3 separate regions of the Mus musculus genome follow, and all the other regions are linked to region 2. A link is a contact called in public Hi-C and Micro-C data. All regions are on one chromosome and are shown on one strand. The core of a region is the stretch at or near the end of the contact, and the rest is flanking DNA. Distances in the headings are between cores, read along the strand shown.

What was found. Hi-C and Micro-C count contacts between places; a contact is called where the count stands out from the background.
Region 1: a Hi-C map of CD8 T cells shows a contact between it and region 2, with 2.6 times the contacts expected there. The contact joins the promoter of Lexis1 here to the promoter of Slc44a1 in region 2. A contact is called at or near these places in 6 of 39 promoter capture datasets (the 3T3-L1 cell line, frontonasal cranial neural crest, liver and 2 more), 9 of 484 Hi-C or Micro-C datasets (CD4 T cells, CD8 T cells, the HL-1 cell line and 5 more), 4 of 115 datasets of contacts at active chromatin or transcription factors (bone marrow-derived macrophages, double positive thymocytes, forebrain and 1 more) and 2 of 9 other capture datasets (adipose tissue and liver).
Region 3: a Micro-C map of embryonic stem cells shows a contact between it and region 2, with 5 times the contacts expected there. The contact joins the promoter of Fsd1l here to the promoter of Slc44a1 in region 2. A contact is called at or near these places in 14 of 39 promoter capture datasets (the 3T3-L1 cell line, 3T3-L1-derived adipocytes, cranial neural crest and 8 more), 8 of 484 Hi-C or Micro-C datasets (the N1E-115 cell line, cerebral cortex, cortical neurons and 3 more), 4 of 115 datasets of contacts at active chromatin or transcription factors (astrocytes, embryonic stem cells, forebrain and 1 more) and 3 of 9 other capture datasets (adipose tissue, liver and pancreatic islet).

What each region holds. Positions count from the first base shown.
Region 1 is chr4:53,217,086-53,220,262 of GRCm38.p6, forward strand. It overlaps Lexis1 (a long non-coding RNA gene), which reads right to left and starts at 1,276. Exons shown (of 8, transcript XR_390567.4): 1 at 266-1,276.
Region 2 is chr4:53,439,160-53,442,478 of GRCm38.p6, forward strand. Slc44a1 (solute carrier family 44, member 1) reads left to right here and starts at 1,257. Exons shown (of 16, transcript NM_001374697.1): 1 at 1,257-1,557. The coding sequence starts at 1,525.
Region 3 is chr4:53,629,568-53,632,751 of GRCm38.p6, forward strand. It overlaps Fsd1l (fibronectin type III and SPRY domain containing 1-like), which reads left to right and starts at 1,904. Exons shown (of 13, transcript NM_001195284.1): 1 at 1,904-2,045. The coding sequence starts at 2,031.

The DNA of each region.
Region 1 (3,177 bases), core at 26-2,525, 220 kb before region 2:
TCATCTTTCAAAAAAACCTAGCAGACCTCAAAATGTCCACTCACACAACACAGGCCTCACTTTGAAGGTAATTAATTCAGCTTAGCACTGTTCCCTGGAGGTCTTGTGGGACAGAGGGGCAACATGACACAACGGGCTGAAAATTGTAGAGTTGCTCACCTCCAATGCTAAAAAGCCCAGGGACCATCAGATGAACTACCAAGTTCTACTGTTAACGATGCTTAACCCAGAGATGTAAGGGCGCAGCATAGTCCTTTCACCTTACCTAGAGACAAAGCCCGGTCAAACAGGTATTCTGTTTGCACCTGTTGGGGAGCATTGTCCAACTTCAGAGACCACAGGTCGGTCGGTAGGTAGGGGCTTGAACTCCTGCAGGAAAGGGTATTTTTGAAAATCAGTTTCTCCTTGACCCTCCCAGATTTTTGGGATGCCAGGAAAGAGGGCACTTTCTAGAACAGAAGGACCACCACAGACTCCTATCGTCGAGGCTGGTGTGGATGAGAGCCTCAGACCTCTCCAGATGCCTATGAGTGTTTCCATTATGATGGTTCCTGAGGCCGAGGACATGCCCCTCCTAGCGCCCGCCCCGCCCGCGCGATGCCCGGCAGTAACCCCGAGGCGCACGGCAGCCTAGACGCCTTCAACTAGCGCGATTCCTCTGGTTGCAACCTAGTTGTTAGATCCGGCTCCTCCCGGGCAGAAACTGGAGTGTTGTTTGCACCCACGTAGCTTCTCGCTCGAATGTGCTCCTCTCTAGCTCCGGAGTCAGCCTTGCTCTTTTCCAGGGGCAGTGATCAGGGCGGGGTTGGGGGCGAGGAGATGGGCAGCCCCAAGCTGTGGGAGAGAGGGGAGCGGAAAGTCCAGAAATGGGGGAAGGGAAGGATGGGGCGCCTGGGGGTGTTAGCGGTAGGTGACAACTTTGGGAAGAGGTCCAGGTTACCCTCTCCGGCCTGGGACCGTGCCCACACAGAAATCAAAGCACGTCCGCAAGGCCCACAGCCTTTATTTCCGAGAGTAGCAGAAACCACCACCAAAAAAGAAAGAAAAAAGAAACAACGTTAGGGATGCTTAGCTGCAGCCGGCAGCCAGCTCTGCGCAGGCGCGCAGAGATCCAAGTCTGACCTGGAGTTACCCCGCTAGGCTGCCGCTGCAGAAGTAGGTGAAAGGTAACTAGCAGGCACCGCTGGGCCAAGGCCCAGGCAGGCCTGCTGCAGGACCTGTCCTGTGCCCTTCCAGACGCAGCAAGTTTCTTTAAGCAAGCACTTACTTCTGTGGATGATGCCTGAGCTAAAGTAATGTAAGGATGCCCGAATGGAGGAGATTTGGAGAACTTGGCAACTGGCACTCTGTAAACAAATGAGGACCTGGAATTGTGCAAGGGGTGGAGAAAAACAGTTATGGCATACTATTTAATATGGCTACTATGATGTGGAAAGCGTCACTTGCGTTTTTTAAATTTAGAGATCTGTTGAAGTAATGAGAAAGGAAACTGAGACCCAGGGAGTTCCAGAAACCTGCTCCAGAGTAAATAACAGGTAAATAGAGTGCGTTTTGGCAAGACCTCCGATAAGAAGTTACTCTATCCTTTCTGATGAAGGTACCTGCTACCCTTTGGGTTCTTCGTTCATTGAGGGCAGAAATACTGCTCACACTTGATAAATTTGCTGTTTATTGGAGTGAGCTCATAAAAGAACAGCTAGAGTTTTTTTCAACCCCAGGCGTCTCAAAGAGAAGCTGTCACTGTGTCTGGCAGGCTGAAGTGACTGCTTGTTTGTGACGTTCCCCAACACGAGGGCTTTTATATCCATTCAGCAGCCCTAACTGGCACCCAGTCTGGAATGTGTCCATCGCTGAAAACAGGTGGTAAGCACCGAAGGCGGAGAATGCCTTGCTTCCCCTGGAAATCCTGTACTGAGTCTGGCACAGTCTGCTCAAACTGCTGTGCCACAATACCAGTAAATTTCCCACTGATAAGCCAAGATCAAAGGACTGGCTGGCCCACAGACTGGCATCTCACCTTCTGCTCAGAGAGCAATGAGAGAGAAAAAGAGGAGAGGGAGCCGGGAGAGTATACGAACAGTGGCTTTTCTTGTAAGGTCAGAGCAGTTATAGACATCTGGGAGTCTCCCCATCTTTGGGCTTGGTGGAAGCCATTAGCATCCTTCCCATTACAGTTGCCTATGTAGCTAGAAGCATATCAGACAGGAGGGGAGGGCAGGGACCTGATCCCACTCTTATTACTTCTGTCTATCCCTTAATTCTGGGCTATTCCTCAGAATTGCAAAGAGCTGGAGAGAGCAGCAGGTGTCCTCCCTTCCTGAAGGAGCCTTGGAGACAGAGGAAAGGAAATAGAAGTGGGCCAGCCTCCTCCCACTCCCATCTCTTTCCAAGAATCTGCTCCCTTGAGTGTCTCAGGGAGTTGGAATGTCACCGCCTCATGGGCCCTCCACTGAGTTGCTGCTCAGGCTGATTAAAACAAAGGCTGCAATTGGGCTACCCTTGCCCGAAAGTAACCCTGTCTGCATGCCTTGCTGAGGTGACCAGGGGAGACGTGGAGGCTGTTGGATGCCTCTGTTGCCATTGGCAAGAAGATGGCTGCCTGGAACTTGAATCATTACCCTGTTGAGAGTCCCACATGCTGAGAGCTTTGAACATACTTGAACCCTGAGCTGGATGGTTATAATTGAATTCTCCTGTGACCCTCTCGAGTCTTGTGCAATAATTGATCGCTGGTTTTCGGAGGATAAAACTGAGGCTCTAAGAAAGTGATTCCCCACCTCCTACAACAAGTGAAAAGCCGAAACTCAGCGCCTCCCATGGCTCTGGGTCTTCAGATCCAACACTTGCTGGGGGTTAGTAGAGGTGGCTTGGAAAACCATCTGTAGATTTTCTCCTTTGTTATCACAGGAAATTTTAAATGAGAAGGTCCAGCAAGTGATGCCCTCCTTCCAGATGAATGACTTTCATCAGGGATGCACATAGAAGAGGGCAGAGAGTGAAGTTGGTTGCAGTGCCTGCAACTGTGCTTGGCACATAGTATGTGCTCATTAAAACATTTCCTAAGTGATTGACTAAAGGAGAGGAATAGATGGAAGTAGGAGTAGAGGCATTTCAGTCTGTCTGATATACCAATGTATCTGTTAGCGAAAGGTTTACTGGCCTTAGAACACCATTGGT
Region 2 (3,319 bases), core at 7-2,506:
CCCCTCCCACCCACACCCATTCCCCACCCTCTTGTTTAGATTTCTCCTTTCCTTGCTCCTCTAGTCAACTTCCCCTTTGAGTTTGAGTCACCTTGAAATCTGCCTTTTATGGACAAGTCAGCATTTCTGGGGTCTCACTCTGGTATCTTTGCAAACCTTTTGATCCCAGTCTTTGCAACACCTTGACAATATGAAACAAGACCGGAATGTTTATATGAGTGTTAGATACATGCGCGTTTCGGTGATAGTTAATCATGACCTTGTTTACTCTCGCCATTTTTAAACTGCTCTCGCTTCACTGTATCTGTAATGACTTCCCTAACATTGGAAATTTCTTAAAGGTTGTGCATGTCTAACTTGTTGCTACCCCCAACGCATATTAATACAGGTTTCGTTTTTTTTAATAAGAGAGTAGCAACTTTGCCTTTTATCGCCTGTTTAATCTTAGTGCCATAAATTTCTAGACTGTAATATAGTGAGTGCCTCGGTAAATATTTTAAAGATGAATTGGTGCGTGTGTTTATGTGTGTGCCCGCGCTACCATGTGTAAGAAAGTTTAGTGAAGAACCAACATGGCTTTGACTTGAGGGCCTGGAGTACTACCTTCCCCTCCCATTTCTGGCTCTTTTACTACAATTTCCAGTTGGGTGCTCTCACTGTCGTCGGCCTCCTTCAAGGCTTAGTGTCCACATCAGCAAAATGGGGCCAGGAGCAACAGATGATATTTTTCCACTTCCATCACCCATTCCTTCTCCATGGGAGGTTTTGCAAATACTCTCTCTTCTGGGTAACATAAACAGCCGCCAGAGCCCTAAAAAAAGCTCCGGGTCAGTGACCTCAGAGGCGCTCCCACCCGGGAGAAGGAGCGACCCCCGGTGACCTCCCCGTGCCTCGCGCGTACAGAAGCAAGTCGGCCGCCTTCCCTCTGCGAGCCCGCCGGGTCCACGGGCGCCTCGGCCTCAGACGCCCTCTCGCCGCCCCGAGGCAGAGCTCGGCCTCGGTGCCACCGCGAAATGGGCCCGGCGCCGCGCAGACTCCTGCGCGCGCCCAAGGGCCCGGCCTCGTTCTGGGCTGCCGTCGTCCCCGCCGTCCGCGCCGCGCGGCGCTGCACTGGGGGCGGGGAGTCTGATGGGAGACGCGCGCGGCGCCGAGGAGGAGGCGGCTGCAGCCCGGGAGAGGGAGCGGGAGCGGGACTGGGAGCGGGTGGTGGGAGGCGGGGGCCAGGGGGAGGGGCTGCCGCCGCCGCCCGCCCCTTTCCGCTGGGGAGCAGCTGCAGCAGCAGGAGCGGAGCCGGAGCCGCGCAGCCGCCGCCGCCGCCGCTGCCGCCGCCGGGGGATGTGGCCGGCGCCTGCCCCGGACCGCGCAGCCTCCTGAGTTCTTGCCGCTGTCGCCGTCGCCGCCGTCGCTGCCGAGTCGTGCGGGGCCAGGCCGCGCCCTCCCCGGGCGCCCGCCGGCTCGCATGCCGAGGGGCTCCGGGGCGTAGCTGCGCGCCCGGCGCCGCCTCCGGGCTCCTCCGGCCCCGCCATGGGCTGCTGCAGCTCCGCCTCCGCCGCGCAGGTGAGGGGCTCCCGCCTCCCGGCCGCCCGCCCGGATGCCACCCCGCGCTGTGAGCGCCTGCCGAGCCGTGCCCTTCGCTCCCCTGCCGTGCCCTGCGCCCCTCCGGTCCCCGCCGACCTCGGCGCTTCGTGCCTGGTCCCCCAATGCCCGCTGCGCTCCCTCCCCCGCTTTCGCACCTGAGCAGCCCGTCCCGCCCGTCTGCAGGTAGAGGCGCCCCGGGCGCCCGCTCTGCCCCGGGGAGGCATACGCTTCCCTCTCCTTGGGGCCCGCCAGCCTGCTCTCCACCTCCGCCGAGCCCCCCCGCCACCCACAGACTGTTTTCCGTGTCCCCAGAAGGTGTACCCCAGCTTGGGCTCTTCACCTCTCTTCCACCTTATTCTAGTTTCGGATCCATTTAATAAGCTGCCCATTTCCCCTGGTCTGCGGGCCCCCTTGGCCGGGATCAGGTGCTTCACTGGGTCCCGGTGCCCTTCCAGGGCCCATTTCACAGATCCCACCCGCTCGTTCCCCATCCCATCCCCCCTCTGTGCCTTGACCCTGAGCACCGCGGCCTCTCGGCGCACCGAGGCCCCTGCGGGAGCGGGGGGACTGGGCTGGGAAGGAGATTGGGCACCTGGTGGGTGACGGGAGCGTTACGGAAACTCCCTCTTTGTTGCCAGTGTAACAGGAGGAAGAGGTGCCGAATTTAGTTTTTCTGTGGGCACTGGCTGGATGTTGTCGCTGAGGGCTGAGATGCAGAGATTTCTCTCAGCTGCCACCCTGCCCCCATCCAAATTTCGCTAGCCGCCTTCTCTTTCCGATCAGAGCCTTTAACCTGGGTGGAAATGTTTGGACAACTGTGTAAGGATCAGATGTAATAGAACTTGACTGCTGGCCACTAATAACTGAGAGGACCTGTTTGTAAATTATCTAATTTAGTGGATTAGTGAGTGTATTTACAAATACGATAAAAAGCAATCAGGAATACTGCATCAAACTGTCTGGTGGTGGTGTATGAAAAATAGGCTCTGACAACGCCTGGGATGTTTCTCCACAGTTTCATTAGCGTAGAATTTAACAGTAGTCTGTGATTTGTTTGTTTGGTGGTGGTGATGGGGAGAAGTATGCGCTTGCTTCTAGAAATAAAGGCTGGTTGGTTCTTGGCGAAGAAAAAAAAATGCTAGTTTTTTGGGGAAAAAAATTCCTCTAGAGATGTAGCATCTGTGACACAGAAGTGCTTGGTGCTAAGTGACTATATATAACTCAGGTTTAAATAACCTGCATACTTGCTCTGAAAAATCTGAGATCTGTCACAGAAACAACTAGGATTGGAGATGAGTGGAGGACATTTATGGCTTTATTGAGCATTGATCCTGTTTGTCCAGTTCTTAGGCTGGCTGGTTTAGTTAGTGAAACCTTATTCAGTTAGGATAGCAAAGGAAAACCATGTGCCTGGTGTTAAGGAAGGCTGGATCACGGCTTTCTATTAGCATATAGAGGTGTAGAAAAACACATACCTTTGGGGATTTAGTTGGGGATTTAGGCAGGGGGTGCATCTATCAGTTGGGCATTGCTCATCTAATAGTTGTTTACATAGAGTTTTCATCAAAAAGTGTCTTTCACATTCCCTTTCTTTTCAGAATCGGGTTACTGTGCATGCTCATTTGGTGGTGAAATGCCTTTAAGACAGCAAGGTATTGATAGTTTATGGATGGCTTGTTCAATGTGTGAAGGATAGTGTGGGAGGGATGGGTTCTGCCTCAGGAGGCCACTTTAAATGGGC
Region 3 (3,184 bases), core at 654-3,153, 190 kb after region 2:
ACATCTCCCCCATGTAATTGAGGGGGCTTGGCTAGTAGAGTCCCTTCCCTTGATATCAAGAGCTGGCTCCTCTGAAGGACTGCATGCCAGCCTCCCTTCAGCTGGCAGGAGTGAAGCTGGGCATTCCTCTCCTAAGCCCCAGCCAGGCCTGCGAGCATTGTTTCCTTAGCCCTGTCTAAACCATGTTTCCTTTTGTGTCTTTTATCATATACCTTGCATTTCTGTTCAGGTAAGAAAGGGTCATGTGGTGGTGGTGCACTCCTTTAATCCCAGCACTCAAGAGGCAGAGGCAGGAGAATCTCTGTGAGTTTGAAGCCAGACTGGTCTACAAAGCAAGTTCCAGAACAGCCAGGACTATACACCCTGTCTCCAGAAAAAATAAAGCAAAGCAAAGCAAACAAACAAACAAAAAAGGTCTATTGGGTGCACAGTGTGTGGCCTGCTCTTTGCTAAGGTCAGAATACAGGTGTGGTAAAAGAAGTTTTGATCTTAAGAAACCACAGTGTCGTTGGACTCTAGTAGAAACATAAAACATTGAAGTGTAAATATGATTCATCTAAAACAGCTCCTGCCTCTCCAAGGTCTTGATTCTTAACTGTCCTTCTAACTAGATATTCTTCCTCAACCCCTTTCATATAACCCTTACCCAGGTCATTCCTGCGTAATGTCAGGAAATTGCACCCCACCTCTTCGGAGTCTATTAACTCTGTGCAATTTAATTGTTTACTTTATTTCTTCCATTTACCTCATGCAATTTCCTCCTTTGTTAATTTTTTCATGTGTGTGCTTTGGTCGAGGGTATTACAATGTGTGGGCACACAAGTGGGGGCACCTGTGTGCTGGTGTGTGTCTGTGGTCACTTGGCTTTTATGTGGGTACCAGGTTCTGGGTATACAGACTCTGGTACTCATGTCTGCCCACTGATCTATCTTCCTCCTCCCTGATTTCTCTTACAAACTTTTCTTCTAACAGCCTCATGGATTTGTATTGTCATTTCCCACCTTAGATTGTAAGCTCTTTGAGAAGCAGGCCTTTTCACTGAGGATTTGTGTAGAAGGGCAGAACCGGTTCGTAAGGCTCATTCATACTCGTTTCCCTTTTATTCCATTAGGATGTGAACACCCAGAAGAATTTTTCTTGAGTCACCTAAATGGAGATGAAGCCTGCCTTTCTGGAGAACCTTTCCAAGTCTTCTCCCCAAGCTTTCTGGTCTGCACTGCCAGCTCCACCCGTCCTGAGCAGATTCTAATGTGCTGTCCCACTCTCATTTACTCCATGCTCTGGGGAGTTCAAACACAGGATTTAAGCTGTCCTCTGCGAGGTCTGCATTCATTCTATTTCATTGATGACACAGGTCACGGAAAAAGACTTGCTTACAAGGTAGCAAGATACTAGTAGGGCAAGGTTGACCAGGCAACAAAGCCCATGTGGTCCCATACCCACGTATCTGTAACTTCTTTCTACCCCTTGTCCCAGAGCCCTTTAAGGTTTCCACCACGCTCCCTGAAGACCCTTCCACATGTTTCCGCGGCCTCTCCATCCTAGCGTGTTTATTCCAGCTGGATCACTGGGCCTGGCCTACCAAGGCTAAGTGGAGAGACGCTGCAGGTGAAGGATGCGTCCCGGGCTGAGCTAGCTCCCAGGCTCTCCGCACGACCTGGCTGCTGGGTGCCCAATGGTTCATTGCAAGGCCCGCAGCGATGGCACAGGAAAAAGGATGCAAAGAAAGAAGCAGTTGCAGAAGGAAGACGCAGGCGGCCAGGCAGCGCTCCATCCTCTCCGCCGGTGCGGGTGTCGGCGCACGCATGCGCATGCGTGGCGCGCTCGCACCCCACCCTCCCGCGGGCCGCCCTTTCACCCTGGCAACCGCGGCTCGGTAGCGGCGCGCGCGCGGGTTGGGCGCGGACGGGCGGGATCTCTGCGGGACGGGACAAGGCTGACGGCGGCAGAGGTAGCGGGTCTCTAAGGCTCCTCCAGCTTCTCACTCAGCTCCGGTGACAAGTTCGGCCCGGAGGGCTTAGTCCCTAGCCATGGACTCGCAGAAAGTAAGCGGGGGCGCAGCGCGGGGCCGAGAGGGTGGGCGGGGCGCGCGGGGCTGGGCGCGGAGGACGAGGCCGGGCCTGGGACCCACCCGACCCGACCCGACCCGACCCGACGGGACCTGAGAGCCCGCAGGGAGCGATGGCCGCGCCCGGGACCCCGGACGACCTCTGTCCTGCTCTTGGCTCCGGGAAGGCACTGCGGGGAGGAAACCGCGAGCCGCACCCGGGTCTCTGCCGCCCTCTGCGGGCGCTAGGCCCCTTTCTTCCCGCTGCCCGCGGCGTGCTCCGAGGGTGGGTCCCTCCTCGGTTGGAGTGAGGACCAAGGCTCGGCCTCGCGTGGGGGGATCCCCGCCCGCGCGGAAGCTGGTGTCTCTTTTCTTCCACCGTGTCTTCAGCATGGTCTCTGCGCTGTAGGTCCGGGGACTGAATCTCCTTTGTACATCTGCCCACTGCCTTGCTAGTGGTTTATTTATAAGCAGATCTCAGTGTTTGCCTAATTGAGGAAAAAGGCAGTTGTCAGGGCCGCTGCCCCACCCTCGTCCTTCAGTTGGTGAGGCTGGCCAGTAGTCTTGTTTCGGAATGTTTAGTACTTTGAGAACAAGTTTAAGGAAAGAGTTACACAATAGCCTTTTTTAATTAAGCAAATAGTGCACTGAATACAATTGCAACTGAATTTTTAATATTCAGTAGTAATTCCTGTATTAAAAAAGTAAGCCACCTTGCTATCTTTGTTATGTTATAGTGTAATTGCAATACATTGCGGTATAGGAAAGAAAAACACAAGTGTTATTAATAATACATCAGGGAAAACAAGGGCATTTCTAAGAGGCCATTCTTTTTTTATTATTGCATAGAAAGTGCCAGAAAGAGTTAGAGAAAAACTGCAATTCTTACCTGGATTCATCTTTCTGAGCTTGCCTTGAGACCCATTCATTTGGGTATATCCAATTATTATTTCCACAACTATACTATAGTATCTTTTAAAGAGATTACTAGTATGTCTAAGAATGTGTATTTTGAGTGTGTATAAATTTAAAGGATTCTCTGTTAGGCTGATAAAACATTGCATGACTTATTAGAGGAAAGGCATCATGTGATATTTAAGTGGGCATTAGCAAAGGTCAAAAGGAAGAAGAGCAAGT